Regions from separate parts of the Mus musculus genome. Here all the other regions are linked to region 2. A link is a contact called in public HiChIP or PLAC-seq data. All regions are on one chromosome and are shown on one strand. Each heading gives the region's core, a stretch centred on a gene start, on an enhancer-like site or on the middle of the called end of the contact. The rest is flanking DNA. Distances are from core to core; before and after follow the strand shown.

The links. HiChIP or PLAC-seq counts read pairs in DNA pulled down with a chosen protein or histone mark.
Region 1: an H3K4me3 HiChIP or PLAC-seq map of embryonic basal ganglia shows a contact between it and region 2, with 3 times the contacts expected there. The contact joins the enhancer-like site here to the promoter of Parvaos in region 2. A contact is called at or near these places in 1 of 39 promoter capture datasets (embryonic stem cells), 1 of 15 datasets of contacts at CTCF or cohesin (the NIH/3T3 cell line), 2 of 484 Hi-C or Micro-C datasets (embryonic stem cells and nephron progenitors), 7 of 115 datasets of contacts at active chromatin or transcription factors (astrocytes, embryonic basal ganglia, embryonic stem cells and 2 more) and 2 of 9 other capture datasets (adipose tissue and pancreatic islet).
Region 3: a contact with region 2 is called in an H3K27ac HiChIP or PLAC-seq map of embryonic stem cells, with 11 read pairs. The contact joins the enhancer-like site here to the promoter of Parvaos in region 2. A contact is called at or near these places in 1 of 15 datasets of contacts at CTCF or cohesin (the NIH/3T3 cell line), 1 of 484 Hi-C or Micro-C datasets (nephron progenitors), 6 of 115 datasets of contacts at active chromatin or transcription factors (embryonic basal ganglia, embryonic hindbrain, embryonic stem cells and 2 more) and 2 of 9 other capture datasets (liver and pancreatic islet).

The regions. Positions count from the first base shown.
Region 1 is chr7:112,882,657-112,885,571 of GRCm38.p6, reverse strand. The region is part of intron 10 of Tead1 (TEA domain family member 1); the gene reads right to left. Among named protein-coding and RNA genes, the nearest start is that of Rassf10, 70 kb to the left of the region's middle. Within about 2 kb of position 1,626, at least 112 of the 459 cell types and tissues checked have an H3K27ac peak or open chromatin away from gene starts, as enhancers often do. A contact at or near this core is called in astrocytes and embryonic basal ganglia, where this site is marked.
Region 2 is chr7:112,534,244-112,536,952 of GRCm38.p6, reverse strand. It overlaps Parvaos (parvin, alpha, opposite strand), which reads left to right and starts at 1,270. Exons shown (of 5, transcript NR_154467.1): 1 at 1,270-2,045; 2 at 2,121-2,205; 3 at 2,359-2,472. All of the region lies in intron 1 of Parva (parvin, alpha), which reads right to left.
Region 3 is chr7:112,840,837-112,843,536 of GRCm38.p6, reverse strand. Tead1 (TEA domain family member 1) reads right to left here. Exons shown (of 13, transcript NM_009346.4): 4 at 1,435-1,497. Among named protein-coding and RNA genes, the nearest start is that of Rassf10, 110 kb to the left of the region's middle. Within about 2 kb of position 1,371, at least 98 of the 459 cell types and tissues checked have an H3K27ac peak or open chromatin away from gene starts, as enhancers often do. A contact at or near this core is called in embryonic stem cells and forebrain, where this site is marked.

The DNA of each region.
Region 1 (2,915 bases), core at 377-2,876, 350 kb before region 2:
TCCACAACCAAAACACTGACCAGGACAGAGCCTCAAGTCCTATCTACAGACACCTTCCCCAGTACAATCAATAAACATGATGATGGCCATCAATTCAGTCCACATGGGTGCAAATAGCAGGCTGGCTTTTTCCCAGGTAAACAAAGCAGGATGCTTCCCTGGTTTGTGAGTTCCATGACACATCTGGCATATAAGGTGTAACTACTCAGACAGATACAAACCCACCACTCTCCACAAGTCATGAGCAGAGACACATTATGGAATTTCCTCCAGAAACCAACAAAAAAGAAGTTACTAACACGCTGAGTGGATTAAAGGCTCCAAGATCTGTTTGTAGGCAAGTTCTGGAAAGCAGGGTAGGGGCAGAGGCAGGTGTCAAAGGCAGGTCAAACAAACAAAAATATACCAACAAAAATATACCGCTGGGGCTGGGGATGTAACCCAGTCGGGAGAGTGCTCGACTACTATGCATGAGGATTTAGGTTTAGTCTTTTGCCTTCATAAACCAGGAATGTTGGCACATGCCTATAATCTACACATGGGATGCAAAAGCAAGAGGATCAGGAGTTCAAAGCCAGCCTTTGCTACATGAGACACTTAAGGCATGGCTTCTCCTCATTGTCCTCTTATTCAATATACCTATTTATTCAAAGCTATGGTTCACTGTTCAATTTCATGGATTAGGGGTTGGGGGGGAGACCTGTGCTTTGGGGCAAACATGAAAAATGCAATTATCAGTCCAGTGTGGTAGTCCATGCCTTTAATCCCAGCTCCTGGGAGGCAGAGGCAAGTGGATCTCTGTGAGTTCAAGGCCAGCCTGGTTTACAAAGAGAGTTCCAGGACAGTCAGACTGTTACACTGAGAAACCCTGTCTTGGGTAGGGAGAAAAAAAAAATCTTTAAAATGAAGCCTGGTCTAGGTGTGTGGGATCCAGACCCTGAAGAGGGGACAGGGCAAAGGGCCAAGGACAGAGAAACTGTCCCTGCAAACCCTGTGGCCTCTGGAGAACTGGCTACAAGGGAGCTGACAGCCCACATAGAAAGGACACTTGGCGGTGTCACAGGCTAACAAGGCAAAGCTTGCTGGGTGAGTAAGGAGAGAACCCCTAAGGTAAAGACATAAAGGGGCAGGGGCAGCCTGTGGACATACCCTTCCAACTTATCTCCCTTCATTTTTGAGTGTGCAGAGGGCTGGGCAGGAATTATGAGGTTATAGAAATGAAAACCATCCAGGACTGTCCTTGACAAGAGCCAGTGTAATGGGAACTGATGGATGGGCCGTTTTCAAACCACCACTTTGAATCTCCCCTCTGCATCCTCTCTGAGCCATGATCAAAGGACCAAGATTTCAAATTGTGAAGCAATTTTTTCCCAATGGCAGCATCTGGCTGCTTGGCAGGCGGCACCAGGAGCTGGGCCTTGCTGTGGGCGGCTGTCCAGGCCTGCCACATGGTGAGGCTAGGCCAGGCAGGGCACGCCTTGCGGGCTTTGCAGCTGCTCCCACAGGCGCCAAAGGACAATTGCTCTGCACAGGGCAAAGGGGCCCTGAGAGACTGAGCTTAACTAGGGAGCGAGGGGGTAGGTTTGGAGAGAGCTGGCAGCCCCAGAGCCCTCCCACACTGCTTCATTTGCATGCCCACCCCACAGGATTCAGGGGTCTGGGCAGGGGAGGCCTGCGTTGTGCTGGACACCGCTCCAGTTAGACAGCCTGCCTATGGGGACAGGGAAGGAAGGGGCTGCCAGCAGGGAAGTGGGCCCCTGAGTGCAGCCATTCACTGGAGTCTGTGTGCCCTGACACAACACCACTGAAGCAGAGGCCACAGCTGTTTTAAATAAGAATAACAGGAATAAACTCAGCCAGCCTAGCTCTTCAACTTACTTCCCACTAATTATGGCATATATTTACATCCACAAAATAGACGATTTTTAAAAACACCACCGGGACCCTTTATTGTGCAGACTGCACACCCCCATTTGAATTTCATAAACATTCAGTACTTCAAAGAATCTTAAAAGCTTGCTCTAATTACAATAAGCCTCGTCTGAAAAGGCTGTCTGTTTGCATTGCAAATTTCCCACCAATGCAAGTATTCATTTACAAAAATGCAATTAATATTACCCACACAACTCCAGGTAAGGACCCACTGTAGGCTTCAGGCTGGAACTGTCATAGACTCAAGGTCTTAGCCCTACCAACTAAGTCTCTGTTCAGACTGCTTGCTTTCCAACTGAGCCAGGTAATGAAGTCCTGGGCGTCCAGCGGAGGTGGCCTGACCTTACCTAGTTCATCAGTGTACAAAGAATGCTGCCACTTTCCCAGGTTGTTGCTTATTTAAGAGGGACATTCCATCCATGAAATGTCCCTCTTAAATAAGCAACAACCACCAGGCAACCAATCACACACAGTGAAATAACAGCTGTACGTGAATAAGCTATAGGTTACCCAGTGAAACCTGCATGGCAGATACACATCACCAGTACTTTGGTACACAAGCGTTCCAGTGATCTCATAGACACTAGCTCTGGGATTTAAATTTAAATGGGAAGGCCTCAGTGTTAGTTACTCCCCCAATAATTCTACTAATGCTAATGAGTCATCTTTACTAAAAAGAACAAAAACTAAGACATATCCTCAAATGCTGACTGCTGTAAGAAAATGTCCTAATTGTATACAAATACTGTATCCATCCATGTACAACCCTCAGACTGGGTTGACAGGTAACTGGGCCTAGAGTCTGTCTCACATTTTATATCGTATTCTTTTATCTTCTTGAATTACTTGTAACTAACTTGTATTACTTTCAAAAGATTATAATTTTTATTCTTTTCCTGACTGTGTGCATGCACGACTGCGTACATGAGTGCAGGTGTACAGGGAAGCCAGGGGTGTTTGATCTGTGGGAGCTGGAGCTACGG
Region 2 (2,709 bases), core at 21-2,520:
GTTTCCTATCTGGGATGAGTAGATGTGGGTATTATGCCTCCCCAGGAAAAGTTTTTCACATAGCAGCAGGCAAAGTGACCTTGAACTTTGGCCTTTACCTCGTGGTGCTGGGATCAGAAGCATGTATAATCAGCTCTGTGGTAATGTGGTGCTAGGAACTGAACCCAGGGCTTTGTGCATGCTAGGAAGCACTCTTCCAACTGAGCCTCACTCTAGCCAGGGGACACTTTGTCCTCTGTTTACTATCAGATTCCCAAAGAGGTCAGATAGCACGTGCTTAGGAACTAGATGCCTAGATTCAAACTCAGGCTCTACCACTTTCTCTGCTATGTGACCTTGGACAAACCCATTAATTTCCTGTGCCTCAGTTTCCTCATCTACATGATGGGAGTAAAAATAATATTGCCAACTTCTTAGATCTCTTGAGAAGATAAAATGAGTTCCTGGTCCCTGGAAAGAACCATGGATATATGAGCTGCTGCTACTATTTAAGATGATACCTCTAATACTCTGTACCTGGCGAGTATGTATTGATTAAGTAACTCAGACTGCAAAGATCACTGTTTAGGGAACAGGCTAGATGCAGATGCAGAATTTACCCAAGGAGTTTTAAAAAGGCCTTCATGTTGTTGGGGTGGGGGTGGGGGTGAGGGTGGGGTCGTGGGAGAGTGTTGGGCCAAGAGTCATTTACCCTTTAGTCTGAACTTTAGCCCGACTCTGCGTGCACTATTGTGCATTTCTGAGATAGAATTTGTAGCGTTTGTTTTGTTCTTTTGAGACAGAGTCTTGCCAGGTAGCCCAGGCTGCTCCCAGATTCACTATGTTGCACATGATGGCCTCAAACCTGCAGCAGTCCTTTTGCCTTGGCTTTCTGGGTGCTGAGATTACAAGATTACACTATTCCTGACCAGTCCGCATTTTGTGAAGGAAGAAAATCCACTTCTGCCCCAAATGTAGCTAGAGCCAGAGAATAAACACAGTGGTCTTAAAATATCTCCATCTGACTAGAAAGATGATATTCCCAGCCGGGACTCTTAAAGGTGGGTCTGAATGAGGTCTCCCCTCCGAGAGCATTGTTCAGAATGTTTGCAGATGAACACAGCTACAGTCAGAACCCCGCCCTCTGGCCTGCCTCTTCAATTCACTCACAGAGACATAACAAGCCCCAGAAGAAAGGCTGAGATATGCTTACAATTGGAAATGGGTGTTTGGAAGAAACCATTGGGCAGGAACCCCATTCCCGTTCCATTAACCGCTGACTCAGAGCCAGTTGTTTGGAAAAGCCAATATGCAAACTGCTCAGTCTGCGCCTGGCCCCCGCCCCACGAGGCCCCATTAGCAGCCACTTTCCCAAAACAGCCCGCCCTGCTTTGGAAGGTTCCTTTCTATTCAACCCGAGCAGGGCCCAGCAGCAGCCTGCTTGCCAGGCCCTGAGCTGGGAAAGACAAAGGGCCGCGATTGAATTTTCTCGGCGGCGCAGAATCTGAAGATGTTGTTTACTCTAGAGAATGGGTTGAAGCTCCCGGCCCGAGGGTGCAGTCTCTAGCTGCTCACCCGCCATTAGTCATAACTTAATAAAAGCCCTAAACGGCTAGCGGAAGAGCCGGCTTCGAAGGCGCAGAGATTGCCTTAGTTCACTCCAAGAAAAGGGGTTTCTTCATCTCATTTTATTTTCTAGAAAATGCCATCTGAAATGAGGTCCACATCCAGCAGAGGCAGGCTTGGGGACTTGAAGAGGTGGATTCGAATCCTGCTCTGGTTTTATTAGCCGGAGGACCTGATGTGGCTTCCTGCAGTTAGAGCTGAAGCCGTTCGTCTGTTTTCCTCCCGTGTTTATCCTTTTGAAAGAACCCCCATTTTCATCTAGGATCCACCTGCCCTCCTGGGTCTAGAGTGAGATCCTGATTGCTTCAAGTCAGTAATGATGCTCCCCACCCTTGCCTCGGGGGCCATATGATACAACTCTAGTCAGAGCTTTGAGTGGAAATAGTTCTAGGAGTTTCTAGGAATAATCTCCCCCCATTTAAGAAAGAGTCCCATGGAAGGTAAGTCTTTTTCCTTTCTTCTCTCCAGCATTGTATTGGGCTTTTATGTATAACTTTGCTATGGTTCTTTTATAGCCAAGAGGTAAGTCTGCCCGAAGAAGCTAACATGCTGAAGTTGTCAAGAAGGAAGGAAAAGAGGGGGAGGACGTTGTTGATACTGGTGAGCTGCTGCCCCGGAAACCACCCCTTACTATGTAAGCTGGAAGAGCAGATGGACCAGGGACAGTCTACCCAGTTAGTGCATGGGGATAAGGATTACGTGGATAGCATAGGTCTGTACTTGATAGTAACTTAATCTCCTCTTTCTCCCCAGAAAGAACAGGATAGCCACAGGACTTGGTGAACCCTAAACTTCTATGCCTGGGAACCCCAAGAACCCCAGGAGAGAAACAAGTATGGAAAAAAGAATGGAAAAAGTTTTCTAAAGGTGAAAGAGGGTTGTGGGTGGAGCTGGGCTGGTGGGTGGGGCTGGGCTGGCACACTTGAAGCCCTGGGTTCCATCTCCAGGGACGGGTGCACACAGCAACTCCAGCACTGTGGAGGGGAGGCAAGAGGATCCTAAGTTCAAGTCCATACATAATGAGTTTGAGGCTCCCTGTGCAGGATCCCTAATTATATTCACTCAACTGAGAAGCACCACTGAATGCCTCCTCTAGAGCCTGGA
Region 3 (2,700 bases), core at 122-2,621, 310 kb before region 2:
TTTCTTACTGTGGATGGTTCTTGGTTATAAATGGTGCCCCATATTTAAAAAAAAAAAAAAGCTCAACATGAAGCAGGCTTGATTATCTTATCTTCAAGACCATCGTTAGGTTTTGTCTTATTGTTTTGTTTTTGCCTGTGGCCATATCTGCAGATTTCTTTATTTCTCTCTTTTCTGTGTTTATTTTGTTTTTTGAGATAAGGTTTCTCTGTGTAACAGAGCCCTGGCTGTCCTAGACTGGCTCTGTGAACCAAGCTGGCCTGGAACTCATAGATATCCACCTGCCTCTGCCTCTTGAGTGCTGGGATTAAAGGCATGCACCACCATGCCAGCGCTCTCTTCTGTATTTTTGAGATGGTATCTCATTATAAATTTGTAGCCATGCTCCCTGCCTCTTTTCTTTTTTTTTTTTTTTTTTTTTTTTTTTTAAGATTTATTTATTTATTATATGTAAGTACACTGTAGTTGTCTTCAGATACACCAGAAGAGGGCACCAGATCTCATTACGGGTGGTTGTGAGCCACCATGTGGTTGCTGGGATTTGAACTTCAGACCTTCGGAAGAGCAGTCGGGTGCCCTTACCCACTGAGCCATCTCACCAGCCCCTCCCTGCCTCTTTTCTACGGGGATCACAGGTATAAGCCACAGTGTCTGGTTTAGCTTTCTCTACTAAGGAGACCCACTAAAAAAACAGCATATCAGACAATGTGGAAGACAATTTGTGTTGAAGGAGATACATATAAAAATGTATTTTCTCAAATTACTATTATTTATCTTATGTATATGTGTGTTTTGCTGGCAGAGGCCAGAAAATGGCATTGGATCCCCTGGAACTCAAGTTATAGACAATTGTGAGGTGCTATAAGGATTCTGAGAATTAAACCAGGGTTCTCTGGGCCATCTCTCCAGCCCTTTTTAAAAAAAAAAAAGATACATTAATTTTTTTTTTTAAAAATCCAAAACCATAAATTAGAATCAGTGCTAAATGTATTATAAAAGTCATTTCACAACAACTGGAGACAATTTCATCCTTTTCAGTTATTTTTATTTTATTTTATTTTTAAGGTTATACTAGACTATCCATTAGCTGATTCTCAAATTGCTACAGGACAGTTATTAGAAGATTTTTTTTTTCTTTTTCTTTTTCTTTTCTTCTTTTAATTGCATTTCTGTGCTGAAGTTATTGAGATCAGCTCTCTGCTGCGACTGCGATTGCGTTGTTACTGGGAAACTTGCACACACTCGCGCACACACAGAGTTTAACGTGAGGCCCGTACAAAAACAGAGAGATTAGACACAAAGAAATGTAAACAGCCCTCACATGCTAGGAAGCTAGGTTACAAGAATCCCAGCGCCAGGCATTCACCAGTCACCATGGAAAACAGGAAGTGAGGTGCATAGCAACCACGAGCCAAAAAGCAGAAAAGCGCATACCTTCAGCTTGGAATGAAAATCACGAGATTTCCTTCTGGCAAGAACCTGAATGTGACTAGACACCTGCAGGGTAGGGGAAGGGAGGAAAACAAAGGAAAAGCCTGTAACCATGGAGATGAAAAGCCCCCTACAACTGGGCAAGCCAGACGTACCTTAATGGCGGCTTGAATTTCTCGAACTTTCTTTCTTGCTAAGACCTGTATATGACTAGACACCTACATTTTTCGGGTTTATGCGGGGGAAACAAAACGAGAAAAAAAGAAAACAAAAAAAAACAAAAACAAAAACAAAAAAAGGAAATCAAATATAAAATCGCTATTCCTTGGGAGGGGTGGGGTAGGGGAGGTTATTTGCATCTCAACGAAGCTCTGCAGTTAGGAACATACAGTCCCAGCCAGACACCAAGCCCCCAGCACCTCTCTAAAGCTCTATGGACAGGGTCCTCGTGGCAGTGACTTGATTCAGAACTTTAGGCAGGCTCGTCTCCATGTTCCCACCCAGAGAGATGAGAGGTGGGTGCTGGGAAAAACCTTATTTGGAGAGCCATAAGAAGAGAGAGGAGGGATGCTTTCTTTATGAAATTTTTAAAAAGGCGGGGGTAGAGATAAATTAAAATATTTACAGCATCTCAGTATCGGGAGAGAAAGAAAATTCCCCTTCCTCAATTTAGAGAGGACTGTCCATAAATTAGCATGCTCTACAGAATCAAAGCTGAGGCTGTGAGCTGGATTCTGATCTCCTGGAGGACTCTAGATTCTGTGGCAAATGCTGAAATAATACCGGCACATAAATTAGATCTCAAAGAAAAATGGGACCCAGTTAGCAGAGCCTCCCCGCCCACCCCAACCCCTTAAAATGTCTTTAATCCTTCCACACTTTTGGGAATCGCCTGGGAGCCAAGTGGATCTGCATATTATTACAAAAAGAGATGTGTGAATACAACCAGCCAGCCAGTTAAAAATCTGGTCTGAAAAACCACTCAGCTTTGCTGAACAACACTAGAGTGGTGTCGCCAACTGTGGCCAACAGGCACCCCGAGGGTGATGCTGGGTGTGGAAAAACTGCCAGACAGGCCTCTAACACAGTGATTCCACTGGGCAAGCAAAACCGCATCGATTTCAGTGGGACTTGATTACATTTAGAAGATCCCCCCGTGAAGGGGTCACTGGGCAAGTGAGCAGAGCGTGCTGGCCAACAGGCCAGTTCAGCACTTGAGATGGAAGGAGAGCGCGGTGTCTGCATTGGGAGACTCTGAACCTTCCCATT